4 separate regions of the Mus musculus genome follow, and regions 2, 3 and 4 are each linked to region 1. A link is a contact called in public Hi-C and HiChIP or PLAC-seq data. All regions are on one chromosome and are shown on one strand. The core of a region is the stretch at or near the end of the contact, and the rest is flanking DNA. Distances in the headings are between cores, read along the strand shown. Region 1 overlaps Gm40841 (a long non-coding RNA gene). Region 2 overlaps 2610307P16Rik (RIKEN cDNA 2610307P16 gene). Region 3 overlaps 2610307P16Rik (RIKEN cDNA 2610307P16 gene). Region 4 overlaps 2610307P16Rik (RIKEN cDNA 2610307P16 gene).

The links. A called contact is a pair of places that touch in the nucleus more often than the background predicts. HiChIP or PLAC-seq counts read pairs in DNA pulled down with a chosen protein or histone mark.
Region 2: a contact with region 1 is called in an H3K27ac HiChIP or PLAC-seq map of microglia, with 7 times the contacts expected there. The contact joins two enhancer-like sites. A contact is called at or near these places in 5 of 484 Hi-C or Micro-C datasets (cerebral cortex, cortical neurons, embryonic fibroblasts and 2 more), 9 of 115 datasets of contacts at active chromatin or transcription factors (the SCID.adh cell line, double positive thymocytes, embryonic basal ganglia and 6 more) and 1 of 9 other capture datasets (embryonic tail).
Region 3: an H3K4me3 HiChIP or PLAC-seq map of embryonic forebrain shows a contact between it and region 1, with 5 times the contacts expected there. The contact joins two enhancer-like sites. A contact is called at or near these places in 7 of 115 datasets of contacts at active chromatin or transcription factors (the SCID.adh cell line, VIP interneurons, astrocytes and 4 more) and 1 of 9 other capture datasets (embryonic tail).
Region 4: a Hi-C map of cortical neurons shows a contact between it and region 1, with 4 times the contacts expected there. The contact joins two enhancer-like sites. A contact is called at or near these places in 5 of 484 Hi-C or Micro-C datasets (the N1E-115 cell line, cerebellar granule neurons, cortical neurons and 1 more), 8 of 115 datasets of contacts at active chromatin or transcription factors (the SCID.adh cell line, VIP interneurons, astrocytes and 5 more) and 1 of 9 other capture datasets (embryonic tail).

Annotation. Positions count from the first base shown.
Region 1 is chr13:28,414,923-28,420,475 of GRCm38.p6, reverse strand. It overlaps Gm40841 (a long non-coding RNA gene), which reads left to right. Exons shown (of 3, transcript XR_003950511.1): 1 at 1-1,391. Among named protein-coding and RNA genes, the nearest start is that of Gm40841, 3.8 kb to the left of the region's middle. Within about 2 kb of position 2,790, at least 225 of the 459 cell types and tissues checked have an H3K27ac peak or open chromatin away from gene starts, as enhancers often do. A contact at or near this core is called in cortical neurons, double positive thymocytes, embryonic forebrain and 2 more, where this site is marked.
Region 2 is chr13:28,855,620-28,861,172 of GRCm38.p6, reverse strand. The region is part of intron 2 of 2610307P16Rik (RIKEN cDNA 2610307P16 gene); the gene reads left to right. Among named protein-coding and RNA genes, the nearest start is that of 2610307P16Rik, 27 kb to the left of the region's middle. Within about 2 kb of position 2,997, at least 6 of the 459 cell types and tissues checked have an H3K27ac peak or open chromatin away from gene starts, as enhancers often do. A contact at or near this core is called in double positive thymocytes and microglia, where this site is marked.
Region 3 is chr13:28,809,015-28,814,567 of GRCm38.p6, reverse strand. The region is part of intron 2 of 2610307P16Rik (RIKEN cDNA 2610307P16 gene); the gene reads left to right. Among named protein-coding and RNA genes, the nearest start is that of 2610307P16Rik, 74 kb to the left of the region's middle. Within about 2 kb of position 2,842, at least 52 of the 459 cell types and tissues checked have an H3K27ac peak or open chromatin away from gene starts, as enhancers often do. A contact at or near this core is called in embryonic forebrain, where this site is marked.
Region 4 is chr13:28,791,086-28,796,638 of GRCm38.p6, reverse strand. All of the region lies in intron 2 of 2610307P16Rik (RIKEN cDNA 2610307P16 gene), which reads left to right. Among named protein-coding and RNA genes, the nearest start is that of Mir6368, 83 kb to the right of the region's middle. Within about 2 kb of position 2,873, at least 30 of the 459 cell types and tissues checked have an H3K27ac peak or open chromatin away from gene starts, as enhancers often do. A contact at or near this core is called in cortical neurons and neural progenitor cells, where this site is marked.

The DNA.
Region 1 (5,553 bases), core at 1,541-4,040:
GTGCCGTCTTGGCAAGCCTCTTATTAGTCTAAAAATAAATTATTCACAATGCAGGTTCAGATACAGATTGCAAGGAGAGATAATAGAATTGGTTTTCCAAGCCTGATCATGCTCGGAAGACATGGTATGTGCTTTTCAGGAATCCACTTCAACGGAATCAGCTTTGACGAGTACACACAAGAAATAATATTGCTGCCATCCAGCTTGTGTCTGCGGTACAGCATCCTCCGCTTGTCTTCAAGGACCCACAGTGCCTCTTCATCAGTGTGCAAAAGTCCATATTGCTCAAGCATTTCTTCTGAGATGCTGCCCTCCCATTGTTCTTTTAAGGAAATTTCTTCCTGGCAGCGTGAGAGGGGCACTGCCTCCTACCCCCCTTCTGCCTCGGCAGAACAGTTGACCACAGCAGCAGCCGACTCCGGCTCGTCATGTGCTTCCTCATGTGATGTAGGTCTGCGGCACTGTGGAGCAATCGCATTTGAGACTCGGCACTCGTGGACAGACGGGCGTTCAGGGACTGGGGAGTTTTTGGAGGGGGGTGGGGAGGCCAATAAACCAAGAAAACGTCAGAAATAAAAGTCGCATCAAGTATGCTGATCTCTGTATTTCCTATTTTTGTTTTGAAATTTGATTTTAACTATTGTTTTTTTTTTTTCTGGTTGTGTCTGTATTTTTTCCACCCCCACAGGCGCCGAGCTGCGCTGTTTTCTTTCTTTCTTTTTGATTTTTTTCTTTTTCTTTTTCTTTTCTCGAAACTCTGAAGCCAGACTGTCTTCTTCACCGCTCCCGGGCTGCACCACTGTGGGCACATCAAGCTTCGTCTGGCTCACCTGCATGGTTCCGGCTGATTCCTGCCTGAGATGGCCCATCGTACAACTAGGATCCCAGAATCTCCTGTCTGCACTCTGCGGAAGAAGGACCTATTTCAGTCTCTGGCCAGGGTCTCTCACAGCCGATGGGGTCTTGGAAGACAGGGTGAAGTTGCAGAAGACTGGGGTGGGATGCGAAGGCATGCGAAGGACTTGGAAAGGGAATTTAGGAATACTATACATCAGTGCCCACCGATGATATGCATACAGGGCGAGGGCAGCCACCGCCCCTGCCTCACGCACCTAACCCCGGCTGCTCGCTGGGATTGTCTGAGGGGGACAACCCAGGTCTGGATGTGGTGGCATTTTTTCAGAGAGTGGAACTGAAGATGGATGAAGCAGGTACTTGCTGTGTCTGCTTGGCAGGGCAGAGCTGGAGAAATGGAAGGGGAAAAGAAGAGATGCTGACTGTCGTAAGATTGTCTGCTGCCAGCTCCGCAGTCTTAATCTAAGGAAGGATGGCATAGTGGATCTGCCAGCACGTGCATGGAGGAACTGTAAATTGCAGTGTGGATGTCCCTGGTACTGTCAAGGAAGAAACTGATGGGCTGGGTGACTGTACAGTGTCCCCAGAGAAAAATAGCAGCCTTGCAGCATGGATTTAAGTGCATGTGCATGCGTGTAGAGACATGGAAGAGACTGTGTAACACATACACACACAGAGAGAGATATGAGAGAGAGAGAGAGAGAGAGAGAGAGAGAGAGAAAGAGAGAGACTCTTTGCTGGGTTGGGTTTGATTACAAGCCAGTGTTTTCAGCTCCTGCTCAAGACCTATTTCCTGGCTAGCCAGAAAGCTCGGCCAGAGCAGCTGCATATAGACTTTTCTTTTTAACGGCATAGCAAACCCCTTCAGTTTTAACTCCTTGAAGTTCTAAGTGCTCAGCGTTGGGCTAAGGCTCACTGTACGGTTTTGTTTTCTTCTCCTACAGAGCCCTGTAAACACAGCTGTATTCAGTATGGCAGAAAAATTCTGTCCCTTAAATAGAAATGCGATCAATTTAATCAAAATAAATGTATCCCAGATGACTCTGAGGCCAGCTGGATACCACAGGCTTCAGAAGCTAAGCATTCAGTGGAGATGGATACAGTGTTAGATTTACATGCTTTCAAATGCTAGGATCAGCTATGCTTAATAAAGGAAATTCTTTAAGGAAAAGGGAGGGTCCTCCTGGCACCCAGCTATAGATGGTGACCACAGGTGCTGCTGCTGATCCTGGCACTGGGGTTTGTGGCTGTCGAGCTTGCAGGGGTGTGTGGCATGAGGCAGGGCACGGCTGATGTCAGTGTGAAGAAAGCTTGCAGCCTGCTTGAGGCTGTAGGAAGGAGGAGGGTGGCCTCTCATTGCCTCTGTCGGGGCTTGGCTGGTACTAGAAGCTTGTAGATAGATAAGGGTGAGCTGGGTGAACTGAGCTCTGAGCCGGGAGCAAGCAGCTTTCCCAGTTGTCATGGGGGCTCCTCTGGGACGCCTGTCTGGCCTGTCCTCCCACTGTTTGTTAGAAATTCTACAAAGCGGCTCTGTGTGCTGGATTATGTTTGGCCAGCTGTTGGTGCATTCCTGAGGGTGGGGTGGAGACAGGATCTTATTACTGTACTTCCAAACTGTAGATCTATGTGGGGAGAGAGAGAGAGAGAGAGAGAGAGAGAGAGAGAGAGAGAGAGTGTGTCAGGATGTGGTGGGGAGAGGAAAGAAACGCAAGCAAGTCTGATAATCCCTTCTCCTTCTCCAGGTTGTGCTAGAGGAGCATTCAGAAAGGCTATGAAGTGAAAGAGAGAAAGGAGAGGGTAAGGGGTGGGAGCACAGTGGAACAGCCATGAGACAAAGCAGAACTTCAAAGCTGCAGAGACGAGCAGAATGTCAGCAGCTTGTAATTAGCGGTTCATGGTTGCGTCAGAGACTGTATCTCTCCAAGAATAACTGTGTGCTGTGTGCCACAGAGTGCAGAAGACAGTCATAACTAAGTTATCAAGCACAGTTCAAATGAGGGCAGACACATGAAGGCATTTTCTGTTTGAAAATTAAGCAGGGCTGAAGTGCACATCTCACTGGCTGGATTCTGCCTAACTTCTGGCAGGAAATGCTCAGCGTATAGGAGGGTGTTTGTTAGATCAAACAGGGGACCCATAAGCATGCAGACTGAGCATGCAAGCTCCGTCCCTGTAAAATACCGTCCCAAACAGCCCGGTACTGCACTGCTGGGGTCCTGTCTCCGTATATACCCATTCGCTTTTGTATGCCAATGGGAGAAAGTTAAAAGTACACCCAAGGACATATGTCCCCATTAGATTCTAAAATCCCTACTATAGAATTAAAACCTGACTGCAGGTTCTGAGTTGTTTTGGTATTCTTAATTTATACGCTGAAGAAGCTCTTTTTTTGCAATTATCTTGTTGGTAACCCTGTGAGGAAGCGACATACCACTATATGATGTTGAAGGGCACCTTTCCCTTCCATCCCCTGTCTCTGTTATTTGGAGGTGTGGGGCGTTCTCTGGAGCCTCCAGGAGGAGCTGGTGGGAGGAGCTGATTGGCTAGCAGGCTCAGCGTGTTTACTCTTATTTGTTTTCAGTGCTCCTTCGCAGCGTGCATTTAGTATTTGTATTTGTGTTCATGCTGCACAATTACTACTGACCAGCTTTGTTTCTCTGCCCGAAGCGAAGTCAATTTTAGTTCAGCCCCTGCAGTTGAGTCCCTGGACAATATGCACATATGTATTATGTTACCCGTGTATGCACTTTTCCTTTTAAAAACGTGGATTAAGGAAAATTGTAGGCAAGGAGAGACGTGTATATGAAATCAATAGCTTTTTGAATCACATGTAATATAATTTAAATATACTCACTTTAAGATTGCCAAAGCCTATGTTGTCTGAGCCCAGTTAATTTACATCTTCGATTTAGTCAAGAGGTGGAACCTGCCAGATCAGAATGCTGTATTCTGTGCACCCAACAGGGTGGAAGACATTATTTTGTTTGTGTTAGTTCAAACAGCTGGTCATTAATGCAGTCCCCATTTCTAGAGAGAAACGCTGGTGGACATGAATGGCTGTCTGATTAATGCTGCCCCTCGGAGGGTCCTTCACCCAGCCATGCTCCTGCAGAATAATGTAGCATGATGTGATTGCACTCTAACAGGATAGTATGTCATTGTGTCACCAAGCAATTGAGGTTATTATGGGGCAGGGCAGACAGACGGGACAGTGGGGTTACTAGACCGTAGCATTTTTAGAAATACAGGCCTGACCTACTTAGAGTTATTCTGGCAGGCAGCTGCACGGTACATAAAGTCTCCTGATAGGCTGAAGCTGTTGCTAGGGGGAATTAGCATGAATTTTTCCACACAGAGACTCAGCGACTGAATGATAAAAGCTGACTGGAATTAAAGAGATTTGGTTTAGCATTGTACAGATTGATCTGCCTCAGTTTTTTTTTTTTTCTTTCTCAAGTGCCAAGAAAGAGTGCAAAAAATAGAGACTTCTTTTTGTTTGTTTGTTTCTATTAGTTCTTTGACCTTCTCCTTCTCTTCCTTCTGCCCTTCATCCCCAAGAGCCAGGAGGGCAGGAGAACAGAGCAGTTATGAAATTTTGGTTAATCTCTTATTGCTGGGGTCATTGAAACCATGTTGCAAATGGCATGATATTTAAGCTTCAGGACTGCTGGGCGTACCTAGCAGAAGGGCAGATGGGTTTTTTTGGTCCCCTGTGTATCAAGCTGTTTTGGAGTTGGGCATGCATCTTTTATACACTGTATATTTTATACACCCCTTTCCCTTTTGGGCTTGAACAAAACATTTACATAAATTCTTTTCTATCCAAACAGATTGAAGCTTGCAATTGCTGGCTTGTTTAAAATAAGATAGTAAGATAGACAAGATTCCAGATTTAGAATATATATATATATATATGTATACACACACACACACACACACACCATTTTTTTATTACAAAAGTATTTTTTTCTGGGCTATGTTTGTCTTTTGAAAAGTCCAGTTTGGTGTTTGTGTTCAGGGATAGAATTGAACTGCTCCCACCCCACCCATTTTGTTTCCCAGTGTACAAAAAGCACTCTTTTGTTTGTTTGTTTTGTTTTGTTTTGCTTTGCATTTTTTTTTCTCTGCAGAAGAAAGTGTGGCTGTAGAATCCAGTCTGGAGACTGCTTTTCCATGTTGCTGACATGGGCACTGAGTAGAGAGAGCTCACATAATCAATTTTGCAACATGACCCACTTTCCCTCCCCAGCATTCCCAAGTGTCTGCAGTTTTAATAGCTCTTTACAAGAAGAGGATTTTTTAATAGATCATTTAAAAATAATCTGAAAGTCCATCAAGAGAAAAATTAAAGCAATGCGTATTCAAGAATACTTTGGTTTTTTTCCCCCCTCATCTTAATTATATGCTATCTGTGGTGTTTGTGCTGAAAGTAGTTATTATTCTGTTATATTTATTTGAAATTAATTTTTGTAAGAAAGTCCTAGGAGTTCACAAGTAAACAAGGAGCTGAGGAGCATAAGTCCTGGAAAGGAGAAGGAAGAGGGTGCTCAGCTGTGTCGCTGGATTTCCTGGCCATGTGTAAAGAGGCAAGAGAATATTTATTTGTGGATTTTCTTATTTCCATTTAGGTTTAAAAAGTATTCAGAACTATGTAGATACAGGCACTGTAGTGAAAACAAAGCAAGAATAATTTAGTGG
Region 2 (5,553 bases), core at 1,748-4,247, 440 kb before region 1:
TACATAGAGGAACCCTATCTCAAAAAACTAAAACCAAACCAAACCAATACAAACAGCCCTCTCCCGCAAACAAAAGCAAAACAAGAACAACAACAACAAAAAAATGCTGACTATTCTATAAATATTGAGCATTCTAATCCATGTTAAAGTTTTTATAATATAATAAAATTATTTTGTAAAATAATAAAATTGTGAAAACTACATAGATTTTTCAGGTTTTTCTGGACTCATGGAAATGTTGCCACAAAATTTTTTTCTTATTGTTATCAGGAAAATCCCAGATTTTAAAAGTTTTTACTTTGCAATTAATTATTAACTTTTTGTGAGACCAGATTTCTTAATGTGTCCCTGGCTGACCTGGGCTTCCTATGACGATAAGGCTGGCCTTGAACTCATAAGAGATCTGCCTGCTACTTCTTCCCCAGTATTGGACTTAAGGGTATGTGCCATCAAGCCTACCTTATCTACTTAAAAAAAAAAAAATTAAAAGTTATACTTCTTTACTAGCTAGTTCGTTTATGTATTTTGTGGTTTTGTGTCACTCTGCATAGGTGCTAGTGTTGGAGCCTGTCTGTAGAGATTAGAAGACAATTTTTGGGAATTTGTTCTCTCCTTCCACCATGTGGGCCTAAGGATCTAACTCAGCAAAATGTCTTTACCACTAAGCAAACTCACTGGCCTTTCTTTGGGTTAGTTTTGTTTTGTATTTGGTCATAAAAACTTAATGTTAAAAAAGATCTTGAATAGTGATGACTATTGAAATGTCTAGAAGAAAGTGCTGATTTTAGCCAGATTCCCTTCTTTCAGGAAAGAACAATAAGGGTGCAGGCTCTTGGCCAACGTTTGGAGGAAATCGAGTGTGCAGTAATTGCTTCCAACACAGAAATCTCCCCGTGGGGACTGGGATTCTTCTGTGTTCTATGGGATGGTGGCTACTGAATACTAAGAATCGTAAGCCTGAGAACACTTGAAAAGGCTGGCCTGAAACTCCTCATTTGTTACTATAGACCTGACTGCAAACTTGTTAGGGTCTGTTGTTAATTACACGATTTGACATTTCTAGGACTAACCATGGAAGGGGTACTTGCCGGTGAATCACTGCCTGCCTGTGCTGAACTGGCAGCTTCTGTTTATGGTGCTGAAGATGGAGTGAACAGGGCAGTCGCTGTGTTCAGCACTGGTCTTTTTTCGCTACTGTCAACTTGCTGACGCAGCATCTGGATAATACCAGTGGACCCCTGCGCCCCTTCCAAGTGCTTTAAACTTAGACAAATTTATGTTTTACCAAAAGGTTAATTCTGACAAATTATTGGGAATTATTTCTGTTGGATCTGCCGCAGTGAATTCATTCTTTATGATGCATAGGTTGGCGTGTATGTTAGAAGCACGTACTGCATTTTCTGTACCAGGAGGCCCAGGAAGTCATAGTGCGGCAAGACTGTGGCCCTGCTATGGGACTAGATGCCACTACTGAAGATGAGCTGAGGACTTAATGTTCCTATTGAATGACTTGATATTCTAGCATGCCCACCCCCATGTTTATGGCACCTACCCACCCCCTCTGATTCATTCTCTCTCTCTCTCTCTCTCTCTCTCTCTCTCTCTCTCTCTCTCTCTCTCTCTGCTGGAAGGCAATTCTCTATCTTCTGAAAAGAGGGTGTTCTTTCTATACTTGACACACATAATTGTTCTAGCAAAACCAGAACTTTTCTTTGATTGCTGGCTTCTGGTGGATGGCACAAAGGTAGACCTCGAAAATGGGTGGGCAGACTCCCCCTTCCCCAAATCCCAAACCAACAACATCAAACAAAACCAGAAGTAATAAAGCATTGAGCGCGTGGGGAGACACATTACTACATGAAACAGGTAGCTCAAGTCTGGAATTTCAAAGGAAACCTGCTTATTTATTATAGGGTGCTGTGGACAAGCCATGCCTCTGGTGACCAAGCAAGCTGTCCACCACTGAGCTAAAACCCCACCCCTAATGTGCAGTTAGGGTTTAGAGTATGACGTGCTCTGCCTCCAGTACTGGGGCTTGAACCTGGGACTTTGTACATGGTAGGGAAGCACTCTAGAACTGAGCTATATCCAGTCCCAGAAAACTTAAGTCTGGTAGATTCAGGGGGCCTTTGGGGAGCTAATGGTCTGAGAGCATGTGCAGAGGTATCGGGACACTTTCTACAACGAACATAGCAGAGAGCCACAGACCAGATGGCTCTAACAACAGAAGTCTTTCCCGTACTTCTGGTGGCTGCAAGTCCAAGATTTCCTCCAGTGTGTGAGAGTGAAGGCTCTCTTCTGGGTCTCCTTGTGTAGCACATGGCTGGCCTCTGCCTCCCTATTCCTTTCTTTTATAGGAAATGATATCCAAATTCTATTTTCTCACAAATTTGCTATTTTGGATTATGGTTCACTCTTATGATCCCATTTTAGCTTAATTACCCCCTCAACAAGTTTCCTAATTGAATCACAGTCTAAGGTACTGAAAGCTAAACTTGAGCATATGAATTCCTCATTTTTATTTTTTGTAGTGTTGGGATTGAACCTGGGACCTCTTGCATGCTAAGTACTCTATTACTGAGCCCCGTTCTTTTTCTGGCGCCGGGATTTGATGGGACATAGATCAGGTAGTACCATTGTTCAATACTAACTCAATCTCTTTCCTCTTTTCTCTTTTCTTCTAGCTGTCCTTTTAAAAGCATCCAGTAAAGCAAAAGTTCTAAGGGTCTTGTATTTTAACTGATTGACTAACTCACTAACTTGTGTTTGGGGTGTGTGTGTGTGAGTGTGTGTGTGTGTGTGTGTGTGTGTGTGTGTGTGTGTGTGTGAGAGAGAGAGAGAGAGAGAGAGAGCACACGCACATGTGCATGCATGTTCGAGCCAATATGTGTGGATGCAGATATGGGCACATGTGCGCCAGAGTGCATGTGAAGCAATCAGTGGACAACCTTGCATGTTGATCCTTGCCTGGATTCAGACAGTGTCTCGCCACTGTGTCTGCCCAGCTAGCTGGTCCCTGAACTTCCTGTTTTCTTGTGTGACTGCAGGGATTGCAGATACACATGCTACTATGTCAGACCTTAATGTGGGTGCTGGATTGGAACTTATATTGTCAGGGTTGGTTGGTGAGTGTTTTGCTTGTCGAGCTATCGCTCTTAGCCCTTTTACTGTGTCAACATACCTGCCGAGATCGCAATTTAAACAAGAAAAGGAAGATAAGAGAGTATCATCTCTTGAATATATTTTTATAACCTCTTTACTAGGTATAAAATACATAAAGGGGAGTACACAGTTGTAAATTCATCTTCAGTGACTTATCACAAAATGAACTCTTAAGATGGAGAGCGTGGATTCCCACTTTGTGCCCACTGAATTATAATCCCTTCATTGGGCAGATGCTGCAGGGAGTTTCATGCTATTTAGTTACATCCATGGAAAGGCCCACTGTCCTCCATTGTGTTGGGACCATACTCAGCATTCTGTTTGTGAGGCTCAGATTTGTGGCAGTAGCACCTCTTTGCTGTGTGACACTCGCTTTCTTGAACATGACACACTGCCTTCTTCTATTCTTGGAGGGCATTTGGATTGTCTCTAGCTGTTGTTAGGAATACTATTGCTGGGAACATTCTTCTTTTGAATTTAAATAATATTTATTTGGCAAAGATTGTGTACTTTCAGGGCACGTGGTGTGATGATTTGATGCACTCTCCAACATCGTTGTGGAATGTCTCTTACTGAACATATGTGTGCGTTCCTATTATGAGATGGAGTTGCTGGGACAGAGAGCATATATTAAACTTTAGTAGATGCTGCCAAATAGTTTTCCAAAAGTGCCTGTACCAATTTACACTTCCCCCAGTCTCTGTGGCAGTTCCATGTGTTACCACAGCTTTGCTCATACTTGATAGCGTTAATTTTTACGTTTTAGTCACTCTCTTGGATAAGTAGTGGAATCTCATTGTGTTTTCACGTAGACAGATGAATTTGAGTATCTATGCTTGGTTGCTTGTTTTACTGAGACAGGTTTCCTTCCACTCTACCTAAGACTGGCTTTAAACTTTAAGCCATCTTCCTGTCAATACTCCCCAGGTGCTTATGTGATGAGATTACAGGTGTGTGTGACCCTGTCTGGCACGTTTGCTTTAAAGTAACATCATAGATGACTGTTTAAGACAGTAACGTGCCTGTGAAGGTTTTCCTCATGTCACTGAGAAGTGTCCAAGGCTGAGCCATTCATCTGTGGTCAAACATCTGTTTTCGACATGGCTTACATAATGTTAAAGGCTTTTCAACCCCACACACCACACGTTCATTTATTCCTTGATCATTGAGTTGCTAGTTTTTGCTAGAGACTGAGATTAAAAAGTAGGGATACGAGTATGAATAAAACATATCCATTCTTGGGTCCCGTCTGGCTGTGCTGTTTCTAGATGTTGTGGAACTCTTTGGAGGTGGTATCTGGATGGAGGAAGTGGATTGTAACCCAGCCTTGCTTCCTACTAGGGCTTCCTGTTTCCTGATCTACAGATGTGTGAGCAAGTTGCTGGTGGCCATGGAGCCACCTGTTGCTCTACCCTCCGCCTTCCTGAAATGATAAATTGTGTTCCCTTAAACCCTGAACCAGGATGAATTCTTTTTCCTTTAAACTGCTGTTTGTGTGCAGGTGTACATCCATGTATGTGATGCATGTGGAGATGAGGGATCTATTCTTCTCTACCTTATGTATGGAGGCAGTGTCTCACACTGGAACCCGTAGCTCATTATTGGCTAGCAGAGCTAGCTAGCTTACTCTGGGGATCCCATTTCCCCCTCCTCTCACCAGCTGCTTGTGTTGCCTCTTGTCAGGTAATTGGTCACAGCACCAGGAAAATAACCAACGCATAACTTAAGTGCCCTAGAAAAACAGATTGGAGAACTGTTTTACTCAATTTATTCCTGGTTTTGTAGTTACATTTATGCAAGACGAATACTCAGGTTGATGGATTGACCGGTTCTACACAATAGCTTATGCTGCTGCTTCAGGTGATGGATGGAGACTCAGCAGTTGTATTTATTCTGAATCTCTCAATGAACCAGTGTGTGGTAAATGGTCTCTGTAGCCTCATGAAAGCACTGACCAGAGATACCGAACCCCATGAATTCTCAGGGCCCTTGAGTGAAATGGTATAATGTTTGCACAGACCCTAGACCAGTGGTTCTTAACATTTCTTTTCTTTTTCTAAAGACTTATTTATTTTATGTATGTGAGTACCCTTTTACTCTCTTCAGAGACACTAGAAGAGGGAGTTGGATCCTGTTATATATAGATGGTTGTGAGCCATCATGTGGTTGCTGGGAATTGAACTCAGGACCTCTGGAAGAGCAGCAGTCAGTGCTCTTAACTGTTGAGCCATCCCTCCAGCCCCTGGTTCTTAACTTTTCTAATGCTGTGACCCTTTAATACAGTTCCTCATGTTGTGGTAACCATGAAATTAATTTGTTTCTCTCTCATAACTGTAATTCTGCTACTCTTATGAATCATAATGTAAGTAGCTGTGGTGTAGGATATCTTAT
Region 3 (5,553 bases), core at 1,593-4,092, 390 kb before region 1:
AGGGACACCAAGAACAGAGATCATCTGGAGACCTGGACACCGGCTGTGGGTAGATTGGGTTCTGCCCTTGTGGGTGCCAGCTGCACTTGAGTGGGCGAAAGCAAGTTCTCAGTACAGTCAGTATCTAAAACGCAGGTCTTAGGTCTTGCTGAGGCAGGAGCCCAGGGCAAACAGTAAACAGAGGCTGTAATGGGCCAGAGGAGTGATGAAACCACTCCTCCTGTTTAAATTACCAAACAAGTTTAAACACAGCAATTCAGACGAGGGCCAGGGGTCACTGACACTATAGCAGAGTCCCTGTCAGGGTGGCAAGGTTCTCTTGAAGTTAAGAACATTAAGGGTAAACTTGATGTCTGTCCTTTCAGCATCCAGTGCTTGTGTGTGTGTGTGTGTTTGCGCATGCCTGTGTCCATGTGTGGGCACTGAGTGACTCTGGAGACCTTAGGTGATCTCCCTATACCATATTCATGTAGGCAGGACTTTTTAGTTGAACACAGAGTTCACCCATACAGATAGTCTAGCTAGCCAGCTCATTATGGGCATCCGTGGTCTCCGCCTTCCCAGCCCTGGAATCGTAGGCAGACTAGAGTATGTACATGGGTGCTGGAGATCTGAACTCTGGTCCTCGTGCCTGAATAGCAGCTGCTTTACCCACTGAGCCATCTGTCCAGTGGGTAGACGACTTGGGACTCTTGGGTAAAATGCTTGGTGCTGTACACGTCAGTGCTGCGCTTTCTTGATGGGCTGTATGTGAGCAATGCAGCGGCTGGTAAGTTGTATATGTAAGATAGGGGCAACAGCAAACAGAATCGTGAGTGCAGGTCACTCTCTTAGTTAGGGTTTCTATTGCTGTGACGATGCACCATGACTGTACAGCTCTTAGAAAGGCAAGCATTTGGAGCTGGCTTACAGCTCAGAGGTTTAGTCCATCATCATCATGGTGACAAGCATGACAGCATGCAGGCAGATGTGGTTCTGGAGAGGTAGCTGAACTCTCGTTCTCTTTCTGGAGCCAAAGGAGGAGAGAGTGACACTGGACCTGGGTTCTGAAACCTCAAAGCTGGCCTCCAGTGACACACTTCCTCCAGCAAGGCCACACTTTCCAACAGTGCCAGTCCCTATGAGCCTGAGGGACTATCACACTTTGTGGGATGGGAAGTACTCAGTCAGTCCCAGCACTTGCACCACAAGTATGGAACTTGCATGCTCTCTTCTCTTTTGTGTCTGACAAATAGTTTTAGTGAAGAAAACTTGATATTTTAATGTCCTGATGACACTGTTGCTCCTTGTGTTTCTTTATGTACTATCAGACATCTGTTAAATACATACTGTGTGCCACTTTTCTATATTTGTGGAAACATTGTAAAGTGAAAGGCAACTCTATTGTCAACTCATTTCCAAAGAAAATATTTGTCGTGGGCTCTAGGGACTGTTTGGGTGACAATGTTGTCCTAACTGGTTTATTTTATCTTATTTTATTGACTGGTTATTTATTTTGAACTCCAACAAGGATAAGGCTCAGCCCTTGTGTCTCACTTCTCAGTCTAGAGGGTAGAGACTAATGGTTATAGCAATGAAATATAACGTGTGGATGCTCCCTAATAGGTGCATACAGGGTGACCTGGGAGAGTGTGCATTTTCTGAGTCTAAATTCGATGTAGGGCAAGTCAAAGAAGGATGAGGATGAAGGCCCAAGGAAGGTACAGGAAGGATCCCAGGGGTACTTGCCAAAGTCCAGGGTTTTTGCATGTCTGCCTGTCTGTCTGTGTGGGTTTTTTTTTCCCCCTGTGTGTATATTTTAATAAGAGGTACAGATCTGGGATTCTGACTGAGATGTGGAGTGTGTGCTAGGAATGTGGATAGTTGGTAGGAACATCATAAAGACTCAGATCTTACTTTGCATTGCCCAGAGGGTTTTGGAATGGGTCTGTCTTACTTAGTGAGGATTTCCACTGCTGTGAAGAGACACCATGACCAAGGCAAATCTTATAAGGGACAGCGTTTAACTGGGGCTGGCTTACAGGTTCAGAGGTTCAGTCCTTTATCACCAAGGGAGGAGCATGGCAGTGTCTAGGCAGGTGTGGCGCTTAGGAGCTGAGAATTCTACATCTTGTTCCTAGGAGGAGACTGGCTTTCAGGCACCCAAGAGGAGGGTCTCAAAGCCAACCCCAATGGTAGCACACTTCCTCCAAGAAGACCACACCTCCTAGCATTGCTACTCCCTGGGCCAAGCATATTCAAACCACCACAGGCTCCTCCTGCTTTCTAGGAAGATTAATGAAACTGGTTTGTAAAGACACAACTGGACAGTGGGAACCGTTGACCTTTAGTGGGTAGGAGGAAACAGCCCAGCTAGGATTGTGGAAGTGGTTAGTCAGAACCCTTGGGGACCAGCTGCTATGGTGGGATCTTGGAGAACAGGTGAGAAGAGAATGCTATTCTTTGAGCTGCCCTGCGTGCTACTTCTGTTCTGAGGCAGGCATTATTTTCAGGGTAATTCAAAGTATTAAAGCTGTTTGATCTCCGATACCGTTAAATTCCCTGCCTAGCCCAGTCAGTGTATGGATGTGTTGCAGATGGAGGCAGGGGATACTGTCAGACGGGTGAATGCGCTCTGATTTTGATTTCTCCCTTCTTCCTTTCAAAGCTCAAGGCCAGTTGCCTGTACCTCATTAACATGAAGGCAGCTGTGATCCTGTAATCTTCTGCCTTTTTTCAGAGAACTCGAGAGATGTTAACCTTTCTCGGAGAAGGTGATTTTCACAGCCTTTGGATAAAAGCGCTCAGTTCTACCTTCAGCTGAAATCAATGGGGCTTCCTGTTTATCAGAAGCCACCCAAGATGCCTGTGTCCCAGCCGCCCCACACTTCAGTTTTGTATTGTTATTCTGAGTCTGATGCTGTCCAGTGGTCCCCATCTGCTAGGATTTCAAGCTCCATTCTTTTGGGTTTAAAAAAAAAAATCAAGTATAACAAGAAAAAGAGAAAAAAAATTTTTAGAAAAATGTTTGATTTTTTTTTTTCTCCCCTTTTTGGTGAATTACCAGCTTTTCCTCCTTGTGAAACGCCATCAGCACATTACTGGGAGAACCCAGTACACCGTGCAGCAGAATCCCTTTTAATGTAATATGCTTTAATATAAAACATCAAAACCGGCTGCATTCTGTCAAAAGAGTGTAGACCTGGAATTTTAATTTGATTATTGTCCCCAATTTTCCCAGACTTTCAGAGGCAAGTGTGTTGTTTGAACAGCTGTTGCTCTGGTAAAGTCTCAGTAACAAATGAGTCAGGGAATGGTTTTGTGTAGCAAGATACATCAAAGGGACTTCCTGAAGAAGACAGACCATGAAAAGAAGGAAGAAAAAAAGGCTGGCAGCCATTGGAGGATGGTAACAACTATTTTTTTTTTCTTTACAATTGCAACGGTTTGTTCTAATAAGTATTTTCTAATGACCTTATAAATTGCTGACCTAATTTCTTTGGAGCTTTTGTGCTGGGTAGAAAGAAAATTTGCAATGAAAGTCAATAGGAAAGGAAAAACCTGCTAAAACCCAGAAGCATAGCAAATGGTAATGAGTAGTGTGGTTAATTTCCTGTCATCTGTGTGTATGATCCATATGCCGCCCCTCCCCCTGTGAGAGAGGGGGAGGGGCTGTGAAATATGTCTGCCTGCAGATTTGGGGGAAAAAAACGATCAAATTAACATATGAAAAGATGCTTGAAAGCAGTGTGGTGTGGAAGGGCTTTTGGCTTCCATCTTGCTACCTACTGGACAGGTTTGAAAACCTAAAATAAAATTCAGCTAACCCAGGGAAGCCGTGATTCACCCAAGTGAATAAACACTTTATTGCATTTGCTAATCTAATTAATCAAACTCTACTTCTCCTTTCCAAAGGAGATTCACAGCCAGTAAAATAAATTAAATCAACATTTTTTTTTTCCACCCTCACTAAAAATAAGCTTTCTTTCCCCGGGTAAATCGGTCATTTAAATTCCCTAGGCTGTACTGCTGTAGTCTGCCAGTAGGAAGCAATTGTAGGGACTGGAACTGTCTCTGAGAGCTTGAGTTCTGAGCCTCAGGTCCTCTGTCTCAACCCCTCTGGACTGACCAATAAAGTAAATTTTAGCTGAAGTTATTTTTAGAAATAAGTGGACCATGGATGTTGTTCATGGATGTTGTAGATCTGCAAATAAGGAGATTGGCGTATTTGTAGAATAAAACTGTGTCAAATGCCAAGAAATCCTGGAAAGGTAAAGATACTTAAGGTTGAAAACGGTGGTAATGGGGACTTAGAAGGACTAGCAGTTAGTTCCGTAGCTTATAAGTCACCTGCTTTATGTTGGGTTTACCTAATTTTAAATCATTAGAATAAGATTTGATTTTAGATTGCACTTAGATTACCTATGAGATTTTCTATACACACATGTTCACAGAAATACTGTGGACAAGGGAGTGAAGGTCAAAGTTCTGATGAGAACACATCAGAAAATTTCAGAGTGACAGGTGAGAGGCGTCATATATAAATATAACTTAGGAATCACCTACATGAGGATAAGCCAAGAAGCTAGAGCTGTGGTGGTGTTCAGTTACGCTGATGAATTTGTGGGGTGTGTGTGTGTGTGTGTGTGTGTGTGTGTGTGTGTGCGCATGAAAGCTAGAAGTCAACCATTTTTGAAAAAAATTAGGCTAGCTGGCTAGCTGGCCAGTGAGACCTAGAGCCCCACAGGACTTCCTGGGATTATAAACAGGATACATACCTGGCTTTTTAAAATATGGATTCTGAGGATCAAATTTTTGTCTTTATTCTTTCACAGCAAGCTCTCTACCCAGCTTCAGGTTATAAATGATTGTTTTGCTTTTTTTTTTTTTTTTTTAAGGTAAAACAGCAAGATGTGGACATAGGAGGCTACTAGAGCTAAGGCACTCACTGCTTCCTTAAGGTCTGTCTCCTTCTCCCTAGCCAGCACCCTTCCAAGGAAGAATCTAAAGAAGAAATGAGTCTTCTCTTTGGTGCCTTGGGTTTGAGGATCAAAGGCTCCCAAGGATTCTCTGATGGACTAACTCCCATTCTTTCCAGTCTTGTCCCCCTCCCCCCTATAGTATGCTTTAAGTTCATTTACATGCTTAATTAATCTAAATTAGAACGTAAAGGACGATGAGGCCATGACCACATTCAGATCTGAATGTCTGTGGGGACTGCAGTGCCCTTTGAAGGGATTCACAGTCTTAGAATTGCTTCTTTTTCTTTCAGTAAATCTTACAACTTTCTTTCTTCCTTCCTTGCCTCCCTGATTTTCTTTTATTTCCCTCCCTCCCTCCTTTCCTTTCTTTCTGTCTCTTCTTTTGAGACAGGAATTCATGTGGTCCAGATGGGCCTTGAACTTGCTGTATAGCTGAGGCTGTCTTTGACTCTATGTAGGCACTTCTTAAATTCTGAGATTACAGGCGTGGACCACCCACATTGCCTGACTTTATTGCTGTCATTTTGAATATTTTCTTCTACTTCAAGTGAAAAGACATCGATACTCAAAGCCTCTCTGAATGCTTCCTTCA
Region 4 (5,553 bases), core at 1,624-4,123, 380 kb before region 1:
TTTCACACAATGACGTTTTCAGACTTTGAAACATTTATGAACATATACATTATGAGATATTTGGAGATGGGACACAAGTCCAACAATATGAAATTCACTCATATTTTATATGTACATTGTACATGTAGCCTGAAATATAATAATAATAATGATGATGATGATGATGATGATAATAATAGTAATAATAATAAGTTATTGTTTCCAGACAGGGTTTCTATGTGTAGCCCTGGCTGCCCTGGAACTCACTGTGTAGACCAGGCTGGCCTCGAACTCAGAAACCGCCTCCCTCTGCCTCCCAAGTGCTGGGATTAAAGGTGTGAGCCACCAGTGTCCAGCTGCCTGAAATGATTTTTACAATACTGTTTGTGTACCTACCTCTTTGACCATCCCTCATTCCGCAAGTAGGGAGTTTCCCATTTGCAGTGTCATGTTGATGTTTGAGAAGTTTCTGAATCTGAAGTTACTTGGACTTTTTGATTAGGTGTGATCAAGCTGCCTCTTCAGGACTGGACCAGAAGAACTTTCAGGGCCTCTGATTATTATCTGTGTTGATGGGGTAGTTTTAGGGGTGTCTTACAGTTGTGAAGGCCACTCAGGAATGTGGCATACACAGAGATGGTGTATGTTACTACCATTTGGCTGTTGGTCACCAGACCTGTGGCTTTGAGCATCTGCTTAACCCATAGTTTGTTTCCTTTAGTGATCTGTGTTCACTGATCCACATGAAGCTTATATTACATACAATAAGTGGATTTTATCTTTACACTCAGGATACCAGAATATGTCAACTTTTAAGTTTCATAGGGGCATTGTTTTGTGTGTTATACTCATCAAATATCCTTCAGCATTTTTGCTGGAGGTGAGCAGACCGAATTTGCCTTTTCCAATATCCTCTGAATTTTTAATGAGGCCCTTTCTGTCTCCTCGTTTTTCTTGCCCATGGCTACTATTTTCAATGTAACTGTGTTCTACAGTTCTCTTTATTATTTTTTGTTGCGGAAAGTAATTTATTTCTTTTGCTTTCAAAGATAGCTTCCATTTGTGCGGGCGGGCGGGTGTTCTAGATTTAGTACAATGCAGGGATATAAGACACATTTTCAAAGTGCTAGGATCCTGAGCCTATCTAGTGAGATGTATTTCCTGAGAAGGAACGTGTTGCCACAAAGACTAGGCTTTGTTCTTTTGTACAACTTTGCACATGTACCCGAGCTTTAAAAATTGCCTTTGTGTTACCCAAATAAGACGATGAGTGCCCCACCCCCACCCCTTTTCAGAAAGGAAAAAATGTGTTGCAAATAGATCTCAGCTGATTTCTTTGATCATAAGTTTCATATTATGGGCCTTTAATTTTTTTTTTTTAACAAGCTGAATGTTTTTACTAAACACTATGAAAATACAATTATAAGCTACTACGTCAATTAGGAATTAGTGGTTCTTAGAACAGTGGATTATTCCATAGCTCTGTGAGCATACTCAGTCTGCATGCTAAAATTAATTTAAATATAATTAAGGACAGAAGTAGAGATCTTAACCATTTCCCTGCCAGCTTTTGACACCATCAGCTGTGGTTGAATTTAATGGGATCAGGCATTAGAGTCATTTAACAAAAGTTCTGTTTTTTGTAAAGGGAATTTTAGTAGTACACATATTAACAAGTAAGGTGCTCTGGTCAAGAGTTGCACAAACACTGTAATTTTCTTCTAGGTAAGCATCTCAATTCATTTGTCCCATCATTTCAAATCTCAGGAAGAAAGCCACCAGCCCACACTAAAACTAAAATAAGCAACTTGATGAGCAGATATCCAGTATTCTTATAAAGGACCCCAGCCTTTGCAGTCTCAAGTGTGTGACGGATATAGGATGTAACTTAGGATCGTGGTCTATATAGGAAACTGTGGCCCTGTGCTTACCCAACCACCAGCCACATGCCACCCATTAAACACAGAATAACAGTTAATACTGAGAATAGTCAGTGCAGCTCTAAGGACAGGAAAAAACAGCCCAGATACACAGATTGGGAAGAACAATTTTGTAATTACATGAGACATTCCTGTCTGCATATTTTATACGTAAGAGAGCTTCTTTATGATTAATTTGTAGCTTTATGAAAATACGACATCTCTGACAAAAGTATGTATACAATTATTATATACAATTAATCAAATTAAAAAATTATTTTGTGGCACTAAGCCATGAACCCAGAATTTGTATCTGCTAAGCAGGCTCTCTACCACTTAACTATCAGCCCCTGTTTCTTTATTATCTAGGTCAGGGTCTGGTGGATTTGTGACCATACCCAAAGAAAAGGATCTAAGGGGACAGATCCTGCAAAGCGGGTTCCCAGAGCTCAGGAGCCCCTCATTTTTATGATACAGACATGTTTTATGATACGCCACACGTGTCTTCATGCGTGCATAACACCTCTGTATTCACATTCCATGTACACTGTACCTCGGAGTGCAGCTGCTGACCTCTAGGATCTTGCCCAGGTTTCCTTACATGTTGATTTCATACATTTTTGGATGTATGTAAAATTCTACTATCCTCTGTGAAGAATTCTTTGTCTTCCCAGGGTTTGCTGACCAGGTCTCCTTTTGTGCCCCTTTCTTCCTCTGTGTGTCTTATTTCTTCCTCTAGCCCCTGCTCTCGGTGCTGTGCCCACTCAAACACAGACTTTCTGCAATCTGGATAAAAGAGTCGAAATCACACAACAGATTATGGGTGTGGAGATTTTACCCACATTTGTCAAGAGTGAAAATCCCAGGACTAAGAATAATTTTAAATGGCAGAGTAAACATCCCGCTATTCTTGGCTAGCAGGGCTATTTTTCATCCCCAGACGTGGCTTTGCAAATTGCCTGCTCTTTTTCTCTCTCATCCCAACCCCCTTTGTTCTCAAATTTTCATACCATTATAAGAGGCTGGCCCATAAAGGTTGTCTTCCTTCTCTCTTGCCTCCCCTTGCCCTCAAACAGCTCATAGAGAGATTTTCCTAAATGAAGACCACCTCAGTCCCCAAGAGACATTCTGAGACCAGGTTGAATAATACGTATTTTTCCCACAATAAATAAACTACTCATGCAGAATACTCCAATTTTAGGCCTGTTAGTTGTCTTTCTGTCTCTTGGATTGTATCTGGGTTTCTTTCTTCCTTCCTTTCTTTCTTTCTTTCTTTCTTTCTTTCTTTCTTTCTTTCTTTCTTTCTGGTTTTATATTACAGCAGGCTTTGATTATTTTGCCCATCTGTTACTGGGGGAGGGGTGGCACTTCTGTGCACGGGCCCAGCTGCAGAGTAGAAGACTCACTCACTCCGGTATTCTGGTTACTTCTCATGTGTTTCCACCTTGTGGCATGTATAAAATGTTTGTGAGGAACACATTCATGGGTGAACAGAGAGGCTTGCATGTGGCCAAGGGTGGTTGTCATGTGGGTGGGGGTGGGAGGTTGCTGTTGCTGTGCCCTGAGCTCTGTGGTCAGGGGTGATTGTCATGGGGGGTGGTGGGGGTGGGAGGTGGCTATTGCTGTGCCCTGAGCTCTTGACCATCAATGCAGGACTGAGAGTATCTTTACTGAAGCTCACCTAGAAGAAACCCCTCACTGCTGCATTCTGGGATACTCTGAAACACAACAGCTTTACATAAGCAAAGGGAAACCAAACTCTGTGCACGTGAGCCTAGGCCATAGTAACCTCTAACTATGGAACTCTGAGATGTGTAGACCAAAATCTTATCCTACATATTTTCATTGCTGGGTCATATTTGATTAAGTGTTATTTCTGAACATACTAAGTGCAACATGAGGCGACTCTTTCGTATTTATTGCTTTCCCCACATTCAAGTCAATTTTCTCCTTTTAATTAGCGGAATTGCTTAAGAAGCCTTTGGAACCTCCGAAGGAAAATCACCTTAGCACACGGTTGGCTGGTTCCAAAGCTCGCTTTCAAATGCCATGGCTCGTGATCATTGGTTTCGCTCACTCATTCATTCAAGAAGCTTTGGCTGATTGCCTGGTGTATGGTAAGGAGAGAAAAGCAGGAGGCAAGACAACCTTGTTCCTTCGAAGAACAAGGGGGCCACAGGCAAATTAGGAGAGCATTCTCGAGTATCGAAAGCATTCAAGGTATGGATAAAGGCTATGAGGACAGCTCAGATAATAAAGTACTTACTGTGGAGTGGAAATGCCTGAGTTCAGTCACTACAACTTCCATAAGTATGCTAGACATGGTGGTACACGCTTGTAATCTGCAGTGCTGGGGCAGTAGAGCTAGCCTTGCCTAATTGGTAATCTCTAGGTGAGTGGGTCCTACCTCAGTGTGGCCTTTCTGAAGATAACCTCTACATACATGTACACATGAACCCCCCCCATACATACCCAAACTCTTGAGTGTGCACACATGTATGTGCATACACACACACACAGGGGTTGACAAGAGTACAGGTGAACGAATTTATATTGGCATGACAGAATGATAACTAGCAGTAAGAATTCCTCAGTCAGAGTGTGCAGGATGAAGGATCCTATCAGGGAATAAAATATAATTTAAGGTGATCCACAAAAGATGAGCAAGATTCACAATAGCTAGAGTAGGTGCTAATTAATCAAGCAGAGTTTACATCAGAGAGGCCTTGGTTTACAAGAAAATCCTTGGGGCTGGAGAGAGATGTCTCGGCTGCTAACACAGCTAGAAAAACTTTTGCTGCTCTAGAAAAAGGATTCGGTTCCCAGCACCCACAGCAGGTGGCTTATAATCTAGAGTATACCGCGCCCTCTTGGAACTCTATGGATATCCCCAGCCATGTGTACCTTCATGTGTCCCTCCAACTCCCCCCTCCCAAAACCTTTGCTGAACATTGTGGAGCATGTCCCAGCACTCAGGAGGTAGAGCAGGTGGATCTCTTGAGTTTGAGGCCAGTCTGGTCTACATAGTGAGCTCCAGGACAGCCAGGTCTGTCGAGAACCCTGTTTCAAAGCAACCAATCAACCAAAACATTTAAAATAAAATATCCCTGGGTGTGGTGGTGCATGCTTTTTTTTTATCCCACATTTGGGGGTGGGGGGAAGGTAGAGGCTGCTGTATGCAGAATTACAGGCCAACCAGGGCTGCATGCTGAAACCCTATCTCCAAATAAATTAATAAATAGATAAATAAATAAATTAATAAATACCTTCAAAGGCGTGAAATAGTAAGAACTACATTAGGGGTGTGTGTGTGTGTGTGTGTGTGTGTGTGTGTGTGTGTGTGTGTGTGTGAAAATAGATCAGGAGCCCAGTGTAAAGTGATTCAGCATAATTTATTCATCAAATATTGGCACAGGAGCCTGTTGTAGCTGTTCAGATGGGCAGTTATTGTTCTGATAACGAAGAACAAGTGTCTCAGAATTGTTGCCCAGAAAGAGAGCAAAACCAATAGCATATGCAGAATGTAAACATTTGTTTACATTGTACTTAGCCAGTGCCTTTGCTGAAGAGAAACGCAGCTGCAGCTTCCAGGACAACCTGTAAAAAAGAGTACTGCAGGTCTGATGGGTGACAAGAGAAATAGTTTCCCGTTTTC